Linked DNA regions of Mus musculus: regions 1 and 3 are each linked to region 2. The links are chromatin contacts, called in public HiChIP or PLAC-seq maps. All regions are on one chromosome and are shown on one strand. The core of a region is the stretch at or near the end of the contact, and the rest is flanking DNA. Distances in the headings are between cores, read along the strand shown.

Region 1 (3,723 bases), core at 816-3,315, 520 kb before region 2:
TTTAGACGGACTATGTGCACAGCTTGCTTGCTACAGCCCCTAACAGTCAACTGACTTGTGTGATGTCATCTGCCTGAATCCAGCAGACAGTCCTGTGCTTATGGAGTGGAAGTGCTACCAGCAAAGAGCTTAGTTCTGCTGCTTCCCTGAGGGCTATGAGCTAGTGATACTGCTCTAGCAGATACTCGAGACAGGCGCTAACTCATTGCTCACTCTCCTGGAGGTTGAGATCTCAAGATTAAGTGTTGAGGACTCAGTACTTTATATGGTTTGGTTCCTGGTCTGGGTACAGCTTCCTTCTTCCTTGTCTTCACACATGTTGGACACATAAAGAACTCTCCTCATTGCCTTTCCTTTAGAAGGATGCCTGTCCTTTCAGATTAGGACCCTGACTTCATGACCTCACCTAAACCAAATTGCTTCTCAAAGATGCTGACCTTCAACTACAATCATATTGGATATCAAAGTATAAATACTGTCAAGACATTCCTTTAAAGCTGGCCTAAGAAATAAGACAAATCCTTTCCTGAGCTTTGTCTAAGTAGACAAAGAATTTGCTTTGCATTACACATATTTCCTTGCACATGTAAACTGTTCTAGTCTCCCTTGCCCAACACAGATCCAAAGGGACTTGTGTTAATAGGCATCTGTGTTCATAGGGGTTTGAGTTTGCAGGCATTGGTTTAAGGCATCATGCTACCCTACTCTGTGTAGCATCTTGGTGCACAACTTTGGAGCTTTCGCTTTTTGTCTGTCTCAGTTTCTCCTTCAGTGAGTAGGTACCATGACAGGTAAGGATGTTGGTACATGGATTTTGTGGCTATCATACCACGTGTATCTTGGTATTTCTGGGAAAATATACAGAACCCATGAGTGTTGGCCACATGCAGCGTGAGGGCTGACCCTCTGCCCTGCCCACGAACTTTCCTGCAGCTAAGAAAGTGCCTGCCAGAGGTTGAGGCACAGCTGGAGCACCCTTGCTGCAGCATCCAGCTCCAGCCTCCAATGTGCTGGCAGGCTCCATTTCCCCTCAGCTACGTGGTAATATGAAAGGCCCTGTTCGCTCTCCTGTCACAGGGCTCTGCCGTGTGCTGCCTCTGCCGCTGTGTTTCTGTGTCTAATGAAGGATTTATTTAGGTCATTGCTGCCTTCTGTGCCCAACATGAAGCACAAGGAGAAGGAACGCTGCCCCCCTCCCTTCTCCGGAGCTGCAGCAAGTAGCATCTGCTGTTCTACTTCTGTTGGGGGTGGGGGGCTGGCCGGTGTCTTAGCAAGACCCTGTTCTGTGCTGTCCTCAAACAGAGAGCCTAATCCTGTCTGTGTGCCACTGTCCTTTCTTCCTTGAGCTTCTGTCTGGTTGAATCACTGCAGCAGTTTGGCTCACGAACAAATGCATTTGACTAATTATCATCCTCTAGATCCTATTTATACCACGAAGCATTTTTTAGGGATAAAATTAGATACCATGATTTGAAGGCATGCCATATGAACAGTGTCCTAAACAGCCCATACATACTATTTTATTTAATCCTTACAATATATATATATATATATATATATATATAGGGTCAGTGCTCTTGAGAGTTTCAGAGCTTTCCTGCGGGTTTTAAATTCCAGAGCTGAGGGAGGAACCTAAGGTTTGGCTGGAAATCGTCTCGCTATTTCCAACTTCTTGTTATCTATCATCTTCCTGGAATGACTCCACCTCTGTGGCCAGACTGATCTCTCTCGCTTTGTTGTGTACCAGGATTGCTGTTAATCCTGGGTTTAAAATCCAGCTAAGTCCACCCCAGCGAAAAACAAACAGGGAAACAAAGGACAGCCCCTCCTCAGGCCACCGCACTGAGAATCGTAGTGGGCACTGAGATTCCAGGCCTCTTCCACGGACCCCTCGGTGTCCCTGAGAACTTATGGGCACAAAACTTCACACCTCTCCCCAAACTTTTAGAGTACCATTTTCCTCTTTAACTAGACCTTGTAAAGTTGGCATGTCCTCTCCCACTTGGACGGCTGCAGTACTTCAGATAGTGTGTGACGAACAGCCTGGAGGGCTGGAGAAAAAGCTGGAGTCACTTCCTTCTAACACCTCCTCAGGGTCCTTGCATTCTAATCTTGTGCCTGAAGGGGTGGATGCTGGGATGTGCCTGAAGGGGTGGATGCTGGGATGTTGCTTGACCTCCACCTTCCCTTATGGCAGGAGATAGGATGCTCTGATTCTGCAGGGGCAGCAGGATACCTTCCAGTCCTTGCCAAGCTATGTCTCCCCAGCCCCACCCTCACCTAGATCCTATCCGGTAATGTTCATTATCCAGGTAACCTTTTGTGGATTTGGAGCCTTCCCACATTATGGAGGACTCCAGGGAACTCAGAAAGCTTGGAGGAGCCGCGGCATTCCAAGAGTGTGAATCATTTCGAAGCGAACTTGGGCCCATTTTGACTTGTTTAGCTCAGACAGCAAATGTGCTCCAAGAACACGTATTGACGTTATGTGAGCTGTCCTTCAGTCCTTCCTACCCCGAACCCTTTCCCACTTCATCCTACCTCTCAGCAATTATCATAACTCCAAACAAAACTGAATGTCAGCGTTGGCTGAGGAGTGTCATGTAGAGGCAATTTCAAGAAAATAAATATTTATGGAGGTCTCGAAATACCCATGTCCTTTCACAGACTGACAGGCGTAGACTGAATCTGTTTCCTAGGCCTTGCCTTCCAAGAGGCCCTGCCAGGGATGGAAATTTGACACCGTGGCAACAGACTCTTAAGTCATTGTGCAAAGATGAAAGGGAAGATGTTTTTGACTTTTCAGGATGAACAAATAACCTGATGCTTTCAATTGCTCAGTTTAGTTGTGTGTGTGTGTGTGTGTGTGTGTGTGTGTGTGTGTGTGTGTGTATAATGACAGTCCTGACTGGTGTTGTTCAAACTGTCTGTACTCAGGTTTCAGTACATTCCAGAAAATTAAATCACTCATCACCATGGGAGACTTGAAAGAAGCATTTTTTTGCACAGCAGTTTATTAGAGCCGGTGCCTTCTGCCACCTTCTCTGGCTTTTTCAGGAGTTTATGCCTCTGCCCAGAATATACTTGTACTGTCCACAGTGAAGCTTCCCTTCCAAGATGGGCAAAGGCAAAGCAAGAGCCTTGGACAAGGACCCTGAAGAAAAGTTTTGATGATTCCTGATTCTGTGACCTTGAGGTGGCTAGTTAACCTTAATAACTTACTTTCATAACGGTCAGGGGCAAGAACATCAGGACATTGATGTTTGTGGAGAACCTACTGTGTGCAAGAGATTCACAGTGTTGCATACTTAGCAAAGATGACCTAATACTGACTTCCCACATATGCGGTAGGCTTAGGTCCATTGTGTAGAGTTTGTATAGGAATGGCCCTGAGGCTTAGGACATTCTCCCTGAAGTTTTCCAGGTCCTGCGCCTAAGAATAAAGAATTGAGCATGGGACAGAAGGATCATGGCCTTTCATCAGTCCTTCTGTGTTGTACCTGCCTCTGTCATATGTGTATGTGAGTGTCAGACTTCTCTTGGATGTGTTCTGCTTATAGTATCTGCCACCAGTCAGGAAGTGTTTCCAGCCCTTCCCTGCCAACTGGTTTCTTTCACATGTTAATCTTAATGTTAATCTCCAGGTCTCTCTCCTGCCATAACATCTACCCCTACACACACACACACACACACACACACACACACACACACACCCCTGTGGTT
Region 2 (4,299 bases), core at 935-3,434:
TATCTTTTTCCCCAATTTGGCCACATTAATACAGATTTTTCCTGCATTTCACTTAGAAATGAAGTTCTATGTTGGACTGTTGATCCTGGAATCACTTATTTCTGTTTCTCATATAAAGCCTGTTTTATAAGAAAGGTAAACTCCTTACTACACGAACCATGTGGAATATTCATTTTTCACAGTCCCTGCTATGGAAACCATCCAATTATGGGAAATTCCTTACTCACGGCATCCATAAGAACTGAACCAGAAAAAAGACACATGGATTGGCAAGGCAGCCAATCCATGAACTAGCAGGATCTTGCTATTGAGCAAAGGCATTGTTGTCAAAGGAAGCTGCTGCTGCTCAAAGCCATAACAGGTGTATATTAAAGGGTACATGCCAAAATGATGAATTACCTGTGATGTGGAGACAAACATAAAGGGCAAGAAGAGCCTTCTGACTGCAAGGGGAAGTTGGATCATCTATGAAATATAAAATGGGGTCACCAAGAAAAAGTGAATGACATCATTTAGGCAGAAAAAGACAGAGACAGTAATTAGTCCTTGGATACCTTGGCATCTAAAAGATTCTTAAACTTCTCCACCTCTGTCTGGTTTTTGTCTATATGTATCTTCACAGCAGACTTTCCACTTGTGGTGGCTGGAATGGGACCCATTACGTTGGAAGCATGATGTTATTGTGCTTTGGACTAAATGCCGTGATAAGGTCTGCTTTCAGTAAGATTGTCCATAAGTGGCCCTTTCTAAGCAACAGCCTTCAGAATTTTACATTCTCATTATTATATTCCTCCACAGGCTTGAGGATAAGATTTTTTGGTTGTTTTTTTTTTTCTTAAATGTTTTGTCCCAAATTAATAGCAGTCTTGATTTCACCTTTCCATGGAAGCAATATAGACTTATTACAGACAATTTGAAAACTATAAAAAATGAGAGTAGGGAAAATATTCCAGACTAGAAACAGCCAGTATTAACATTATAACACACTCTGTCTGATTTGCTTTTTAAAACTATATTTATTCTTAAATTATTTGATTTTTGTTCAACATTACCTCGTGGATATTTCAAAGTATCATAAAATGTTTTCAAGACATTGAGCTGCTGTTGAGTGGCATGGGAATGGAGCACGTGATTTACTCAAACAGTTCTCTATTGAACGTGTAGAGAGAGCAGCATCCATCACTGCCTGCCAGTCTTGGATCCCACAGGATGCCAAGGAAAGAATATCAAGTGACACAGTGGGCCAGGAGCAAAGAAGAGTCTCCACCACCAGCCTTCTTTCAGAGAATCCCAGGTGACTAGTGACTTGTGTTAAGCTCCAGCAAATTTCCCAGAATCCAGTGCTTCAGCTCCCTCATCTCTGAAACAGTAAGCAAAGTCTACTCTGTAGGTTGTGAAAGAATTGAACTGAGTAACATCTGAAAAACAGTCTGCAAAGGTGCCCGACCTGTCAAATCACAATTACATTGTTGTCCTATCAAGAGAACAATGGTCGCTTTCCTATCTTTGGCTTTTAGTGGGCATACCCCTTTAATCAAATCATTGGCTCTATCTTGTTTACTTTAAATGCCTTGCTCACAATGGGAGCAAGAGGGACCTACCTTGATAATGAGTTCAGAGGCTGAAGCGTTTAGAGGCTGTACAGTGTGGTGTGGTGAGAAGTGTCTGGCTGTATTTGTGTTGCTGTGATAAACACCTCAGTGAAAAGATTTAGAAGACAAAAGGTTTTATTTGGTTTACAATCTCATGTAGTTGGTTTGTCATTTCAGGGAAGTCAAATCATCTAGGCACACCTGTACACAAGAGATGAGATCAAATAGGTGTATGCATACTTACTACTCAGTGCACGCCCTCTGCTCCTACTCAGTTCTGATCCATTTTCAGGCTGAGTCTTCCCACATCCATTAACCTATTCAAGACAATTCCTCAGGTGTGCCCACAGACTAATCTGCTCTAGAAAATTCCTCGATGAGACTCTTTCTACACTGTGACAAATGACAATTAAATGTAATCATCATGAAGAATGACTCCTAAAGCTATAAGTGCTAATACCCAATCTGTGAATATGATCTTATTTAGAAAATGGGTTTTACCCAAGTAATTTCATGATAACACCATCCTGGATTTAAAGTGGACCCTGTATCAATAGTAGTTATCCTATGTGATAATAGAGACAAAGATGGAGGCAATGTAGCTACAAGATAAGAAACTCATAGAACCACCAGAAAATAAATGAAGCAAAGAATCATCCTTTCTGAGAGCTTTTGCCAAAAACTCAGCCCTATTATCAACTTCATTTCTGAACTCTGGAACTATAAGAAAATATATCTTTGATTCTTTGTGGTTTGTGGTAATTTATAAGGAAGAATCTAGGAGATGGATCTATACATAGAAAAGGGTCCCTTAGAGAACTCCATGACATGCTCTGCATCTCCAGAGAGGTCCTATTGTAGGGAGGAAGGGAGGTTTTGGCATCACATAGGCAAAAATGGATGAATGGCCATCAGTGTCAGGAGACATACTTGGTGACTACTCTCTCTAGCAGTCTTGCATTTTAGCCCTATGGGTGTTAAAAGGAATCCTTTGCTCTTTGTCGGTCGTCATCCTTCCTTTCTTCCTTTTAGTTGCATGGAATGCAAGAGAGAAGCCCCGGTAACTACAATAAACTTGTTTTGCTTTCATCTTTAAACCCATCTCACATATCTGCTCAGAGGGCAAGAATGAACTTCTTTTTTATGAGGGAATAGATATATTTAACTGTGCACACACCTACCCTCATTTTCCCCGCTTCATGTTCTTGCACCTTGCTCTTAGATGGTTTCGTAAGGTGCCTGCCCTGACATGGGTTCCTGTGATCTCAGCATGGAATGCAGGGCATTTGCCTGGGGCTTAGTATTTGAAACTGTTTTATCTGTGTCTCTAAATGCTTACCCAACTACGTTTCTAATCCATCTCTTGTCTGGGGCTCCCTTAAAACTACCGTCCTCCTTCACCTGCAACTGGAAGTGCACTTCAAACCTCATGGCATTGTACCAGTAAACACTGAACAGTTAGTAACATGACAGCGTGGGTGTGAACTCTCATCCCATAAAATAACTAATAAAACTACAAAAGCAGAGTGATGCTTCATTGTGTCTTTATCCACTGTAGTTTTTATGCAATGGCAATTTTCCATTTGCAGAACTTTGCCTTTCCAAAGTCATCTATGCCTGCAACCTCTCATTATTTTAAAAGGAATGACTGACTTTAGTACTACTTGCTAAGTAAGGACAGTGATTCCATATTCCTAATTAATATCTGTTCAGCTGGATCATAATAACCTGGGAGGTACAAGTGGTAAATTTTAGTGGGTGATTCTTAACCCAGAGCTCTATGTATTAAGAGTTTCCTTAAAACACTCACACATGCACACACACACACACACACACACTCACTCATGCATCTCATGCATATATACAACATGTGCAAATGTACATATGCATATTGATTATATATTCACACATTCAAGTATATATGCACACAGATATGCACATATATAAAAGTATGTGCATATGCATTTATGCACATATGCACACATGTGCATGCACACATGTGCACATAAAGACACATGCATACATATGCAAAGGAGTACACGTGCATATACACACACACATACATGCTCACAATACCAACACACATGTATGTGCACATATACACATACATGTGCATATACATACAGCATACACACAGTTATTAAAGGAAATGTGTGCATCATTTACTTGTAGCCTTGTGTTTTGTGATGATATTAACATAAGTTCTCATAATGAACATCCACTTTCATGATGTTTACTTCTCAGCCCCAAGATAAATGCTTCCTGTATATCTGACCCTCAGTTCTTGAAGATGTGCCTGCACCTAAGTGCCTTGGAGGTGTGCAGGTAACCAACTTTAAAATGGATGCTACTTCAGAGCCCAGGCAAGACTTAAACAAAGATGTGAATGAGGCAAAAGAGAAAGACACCGTGCTGGCTTATCCTATCATTCCTTTCAGGTGGTATGGATACAACAACTTTTAAATGATAAAAGTATCATTCTTCTAACTCATTGTATTGGAAGTATGCAGGATATGTATGAAAAATGGCATATTTAATTGTTTATTTGTGGTTTTTAAATACTCGGCCTATGCTACGAAAGCCTATATTTTCTAGGATGTCCTCAGTATCACAAGGAATAATTTAATTAGCCTAGAATGTAGTAGAATGTCTCATCAAGCAGGATATGGCTTTGGGATTTAGTTCACAGTGGTTCTGAATTTGAGAA
Region 3 (3,751 bases), core at 1,213-3,712, 540 kb before region 2:
AGGCAATGTGAGCCTTCTCTTCTAGGAAAACTTTGGTCCTCTGTTGGAGCAATGCTGGCACTTCACTGACAAACCTTCTCAATAGCCCCTACAGATTTTGTTTTTGTTTTTGTTTGTTTGTTTGTTTGTTTGTTTGTTGTGAGTTTTGTTGATGTTATTTGGGTTTTATGTTTGTTAGTTTTCAGGGGGGGTGGGTCCTTAAGTTATACTGTCAGAGAACCTACAAAAGGACAATTGTATGGTTACTCAAACCCAAGGCTCTTCCAATGTACTGGCGAAGACAGATGCAAAAACAGCTCTGTTTAATACAGTATTAGGGCCAATACAGCAGACCAGGTATCTAGGAGTGAGCAGAAGGGAGTCCCAGAAGACATCTAGGAGAGAGATCAATGTCTAAGCAGACATATACATCCAAACCAAAACAAAAACAAACAAACAAACAAAAAGACAGCCAGAAAGCTCATTGGTATTTTTATTTACCTAAATCTAAGAACATTGACTATTGATCAATAAATATTTGATAATATTGGTGTGGATGCGCAACTGTAAGGTCAGTGCTCCAATTCCTATCACTTGCTGAATGTGCATGGAGTAGGTTCTGCCAAAGGTGAGTAACAGAGACTCTGAACTGGGGCTGGGGTTTTCATTTCTTTTGAGTTTTTTGTGGCAGGAAATAAAGAAAGTTGGTTAACTGGCCTCTGACTTCCAAGGTATGAATAGAAGAATTCTTGCAAATCTCCTTTTGTGTCTCAGGGATGGCTTGTGTACTTCATACCATGTATTGGGCATTGAAACACATTTGACCCTTCATGAAGGAAAAATAACCTCAACCAACTTAGGACACCAACACCCCTCCCACCCTGTGTTGAAGGATTCCTCATCTCCACTGTGCTTGGCATCTGGAAGAAGCTTAAAGTGACCATAACTGAGAGTTGGCAGCCCTTTTAATCTGAACTCTCCATTTAATCACAATAGATATTTGTGGGATTTTACCCAACTTCATAGAATGAGAGAAAAAGTATGTATCTAAATCTAAAGTAAACTTTAAATTGACTTTTCCAAATGCAGATTTAAAGTGGCTTTTGTGAATGCACTTTTTTTTTTCCTTTTTAACCTGAAATGGGCATATCAACTTTACATTTATTCAAAGAATAAGTAGCCAGAATCATTAAATTTTCTAATAAGTTATCATTGAAAAGGAAAACTTGGCTAAGCTCTCCAAGATGTTGCCTGCTTTATAAGCCACAATAAACTGGGCATCCGTTTGCCTTCTAAGAGGACTGACGCTAATCTTTGCACCAGCTACGAGGTCAATTTCCCAAAGGAATTTTCCCCCTTAGATAGGAAAATGTTGATTCTAGAAATATAGATGGTAAATATTTATATTCTGAGTTTTAAGATATGGAAGATATTAAAGTAGCTAAAAGAAGTTCTTTTGATTTGAATTTGGTTACTTCTTTCTTATTCCTTTCACACACACACACACACACACACACACACACACACACACACACTCTCTCTCTCTTGCCTGCTCCTCTTTTCTTCTGGTAACCTGCTTTGGAAGGCGACTTGCTCTGGGCTGAAGCAATCCAGTGTCTCCAAGGAGATTCCAGCTCCTTCGCCCTCCAAATCTTAAACTGAGTCACACTATGCAGGTTGGCTCTCTCACAAAACCTCTCAGCTTTGGAACGCAGGAAAAACTTGATTAGTTTCAGAGGTGAAATTTGCCAACCTAGTTACTTTTGCTAAAGGAAAGCTGAATTCTTCGGGCTCGCCTTAAGTCGGTCCTTTTGAGGTGAAACCGAAGGAGAGAGGGTTTTGGAGAGAGGGTTTTTCCGTGGCGACAAAGCACACTCTGAAGCCACCTCTTCAAGTGGCTCCTGTCCCTGCTGCAGCGCAAGATGGAGCTACCGGCTCCAGAGACCTCCCGGTCTGTGCACCGAGCACAGGCGCCTAAAGCGAGTCACCTGCTGGTAAGGAACGCTGGGTGGGAACACACGTGGGTACTGCGAAGGTCTTGGGGACCACGCAGAATTTATGAAAAGGATAACGGTCATATGGGCCCAAGGTTCGGACCCAGAGGGGTCAGGGAGCCGACCAGGAGTCCAGGGTTTGCAAGGTGGATAAAGTCACCCAAGCCACACGCCCCACCCTCTAGACTGCGCTGGTCTCTCCCTTTAGACTAAAATCCGAGGAGCCGAGGTACTGGGTGAGCGGAGCCGGCTCCTTCGGGACCCAAAAGCGCAGAAATCGGGTGCTTAACTGGCTTGCTGGAAGTCGGCGCTCAGGGACTCGCTGGGAGGCGGGACTCGGGGCAGTACCAGAGCCAACAAGGCAGCAGTGGGCGCTCGAGATCCTCTTCTGCCCTCCGCGCTCTCCCCGAGCTCCGGCCTCCACTGTCCCCTCCTCCGGCTCCTGCTCCTCCTCCTGCTCCTCCCATCCGTAGAACCGGCACCAAAACGCCTGCCTGCAAGGTCCTCAGTGCGCTGCAGCCCGGAGCTGCGGTCACCGCCGGGTCTCTCTCGGTGAGTGCCTGTGTCCCTTCACCGCTCGCCCGTCCCGGGGTGAGTGTGAATTTGCTCCAAAGGGCGCAGGTACTTGGCGGCGGTGCTGCCCATGGCCCGGCCGGAGAGAGGATTGAGGGCGCCGGACCGGCTGGACGGGTACGCGACTCAGGTGAGCGCGGAGCGTGAGGGGTGAGGGCTGCCTAGGCACCTTCTTCTGGTATTCCGACTAACTCAAGTGCAAAGCCCAAGGTGAGATAAGGCTAAAGCAGGTAGAACACACTCCACTGGAGGCAAGACTCGGGGTTATCTGATTCTCCTGTCTCCTGCTCCGAAACCTCACCTCTAGAATTCGCGAGATGGACTATAAGGTACCAGACTTTCTGACTCTTAAAAGACTGGATTTATGTCCCTAGATGACTCGAGAGGGTCGTCGCTGCCCGTTGCTCGGCGCCACAGCTTCTCTCTAGGACCTTGGGCAACTGCAGCTAGAGTGGAGCGCTGGCTGAGCCCGGGTACCACCTAGGGCGGAGAATTGGGCCAGGGGACAGCTAACAGGAGTCCCTCTGGAATGGGGCATCTCGGGTGTGGAAGCCTTGGTCTAGTTTGCCTTTGCATTTGGTAGCAATAATGGGGAGACTGAGCATCTCCCGGGGTACTCGAAGAAGAAGGTGACAGGCAGGACCTTAGGTATTAAGACAGCCAGTTACATACGGCTGTTATTTTTTTTTTTTTTTTTCGTGTTACTTTTTTACTTTTTTCCCACCTCGGCTTCTATTTCGAGTACCACCGATAGAGGAGGCGGATGGGGGAGGGTAGTGGATAATGGATGTCCGTACACGAACCTGGGAAGCTTGTATTTAGAAAGTGCACAGCTCGCTCGGAGCCTGACCTCTTCAGGTGTGCCATACACACCCGCTTTTTTAGAGCAGTGGACTCCGCTGCTTTCCTCTGGACCCTGCCATTCCTGGAACTGGAAAGCCAGCTCTCCGAACCTGGGGCTCAAACCAGTAGTAGGATGGAGAAGCCAGTGCTGGAGCCAGATGCCTACCAGGGATTGGTGGGCTGTGCCAGACTTAGCAATTATTTGTGGGTGCCTCCGACTCTTTATGGCACAATCTAAGCTAAAGGAGGCACTTTATTTTCCTTGCACACACGGGGTTCTCCTCTGGATCAGGAGTAGCACCCTTCCTCGCCAACCCCCACAACACAACGCAGAAGCTGTGGTATTCTTGCTTTGCCTTGCG

What was found. HiChIP or PLAC-seq counts read pairs in DNA pulled down with a chosen protein or histone mark.
Region 1: a contact with region 2 is called in an H3K27ac HiChIP or PLAC-seq map of extraembryonic endoderm stem cells. The contact joins two enhancer-like sites. A contact is called at or near these places in 1 of 15 datasets of contacts at CTCF or cohesin (pro-B cells), 5 of 484 Hi-C or Micro-C datasets (B cells, CD4 T cells, cumulus cells and 1 more) and 3 of 115 datasets of contacts at active chromatin or transcription factors (differentiating embryonic stem cells, extraembryonic endoderm stem cells and trophoblast stem cells).
Region 3: an H3K27ac HiChIP or PLAC-seq map of extraembryonic endoderm stem cells shows a contact between it and region 2. The contact joins the promoter of Hs3st1 here to the enhancer-like site in region 2. A contact is called at or near these places in 1 of 15 datasets of contacts at CTCF or cohesin (pro-B cells), 10 of 484 Hi-C or Micro-C datasets (B cells, CD4 T cells, centrocytes and 6 more), 9 of 115 datasets of contacts at active chromatin or transcription factors (the 230-238 cell line, astrocytes, a colorectal cancer cell line and 6 more) and 2 of 9 other capture datasets (adipose tissue and liver).

What each region holds. Positions count from the first base shown.
Region 1 is chr5:39,622,728-39,626,450 of GRCm38.p6, reverse strand. The region is part of intron 1 of Hs3st1 (heparan sulfate (glucosamine) 3-O-sulfotransferase 1); the gene reads left to right. Among named protein-coding and RNA genes, the nearest start is that of Hs3st1, 20 kb to the left of the region's middle. Within about 2 kb of position 2,065, at least 58 of the 459 cell types and tissues checked have an H3K27ac peak or open chromatin away from gene starts, as enhancers often do. A contact at or near this core is called in extraembryonic endoderm stem cells, where this site is marked.
Region 2 is chr5:39,100,951-39,105,249 of GRCm38.p6, reverse strand. No RefSeq gene overlaps it. Among named protein-coding and RNA genes, the nearest start is that of Gm46937, 21 kb to the right of the region's middle. Within about 2 kb of position 2,184, at least 2 of the 459 cell types and tissues checked have an H3K27ac peak or open chromatin away from gene starts, as enhancers often do. A contact at or near this core is called in extraembryonic endoderm stem cells, where this site is marked.
Region 3 is chr5:39,643,342-39,647,092 of GRCm38.p6, reverse strand. Hs3st1 (heparan sulfate (glucosamine) 3-O-sulfotransferase 1) reads left to right here and starts at 2,462. Exons shown (of 2, transcript NM_010474.2): 1 at 2,462-2,676.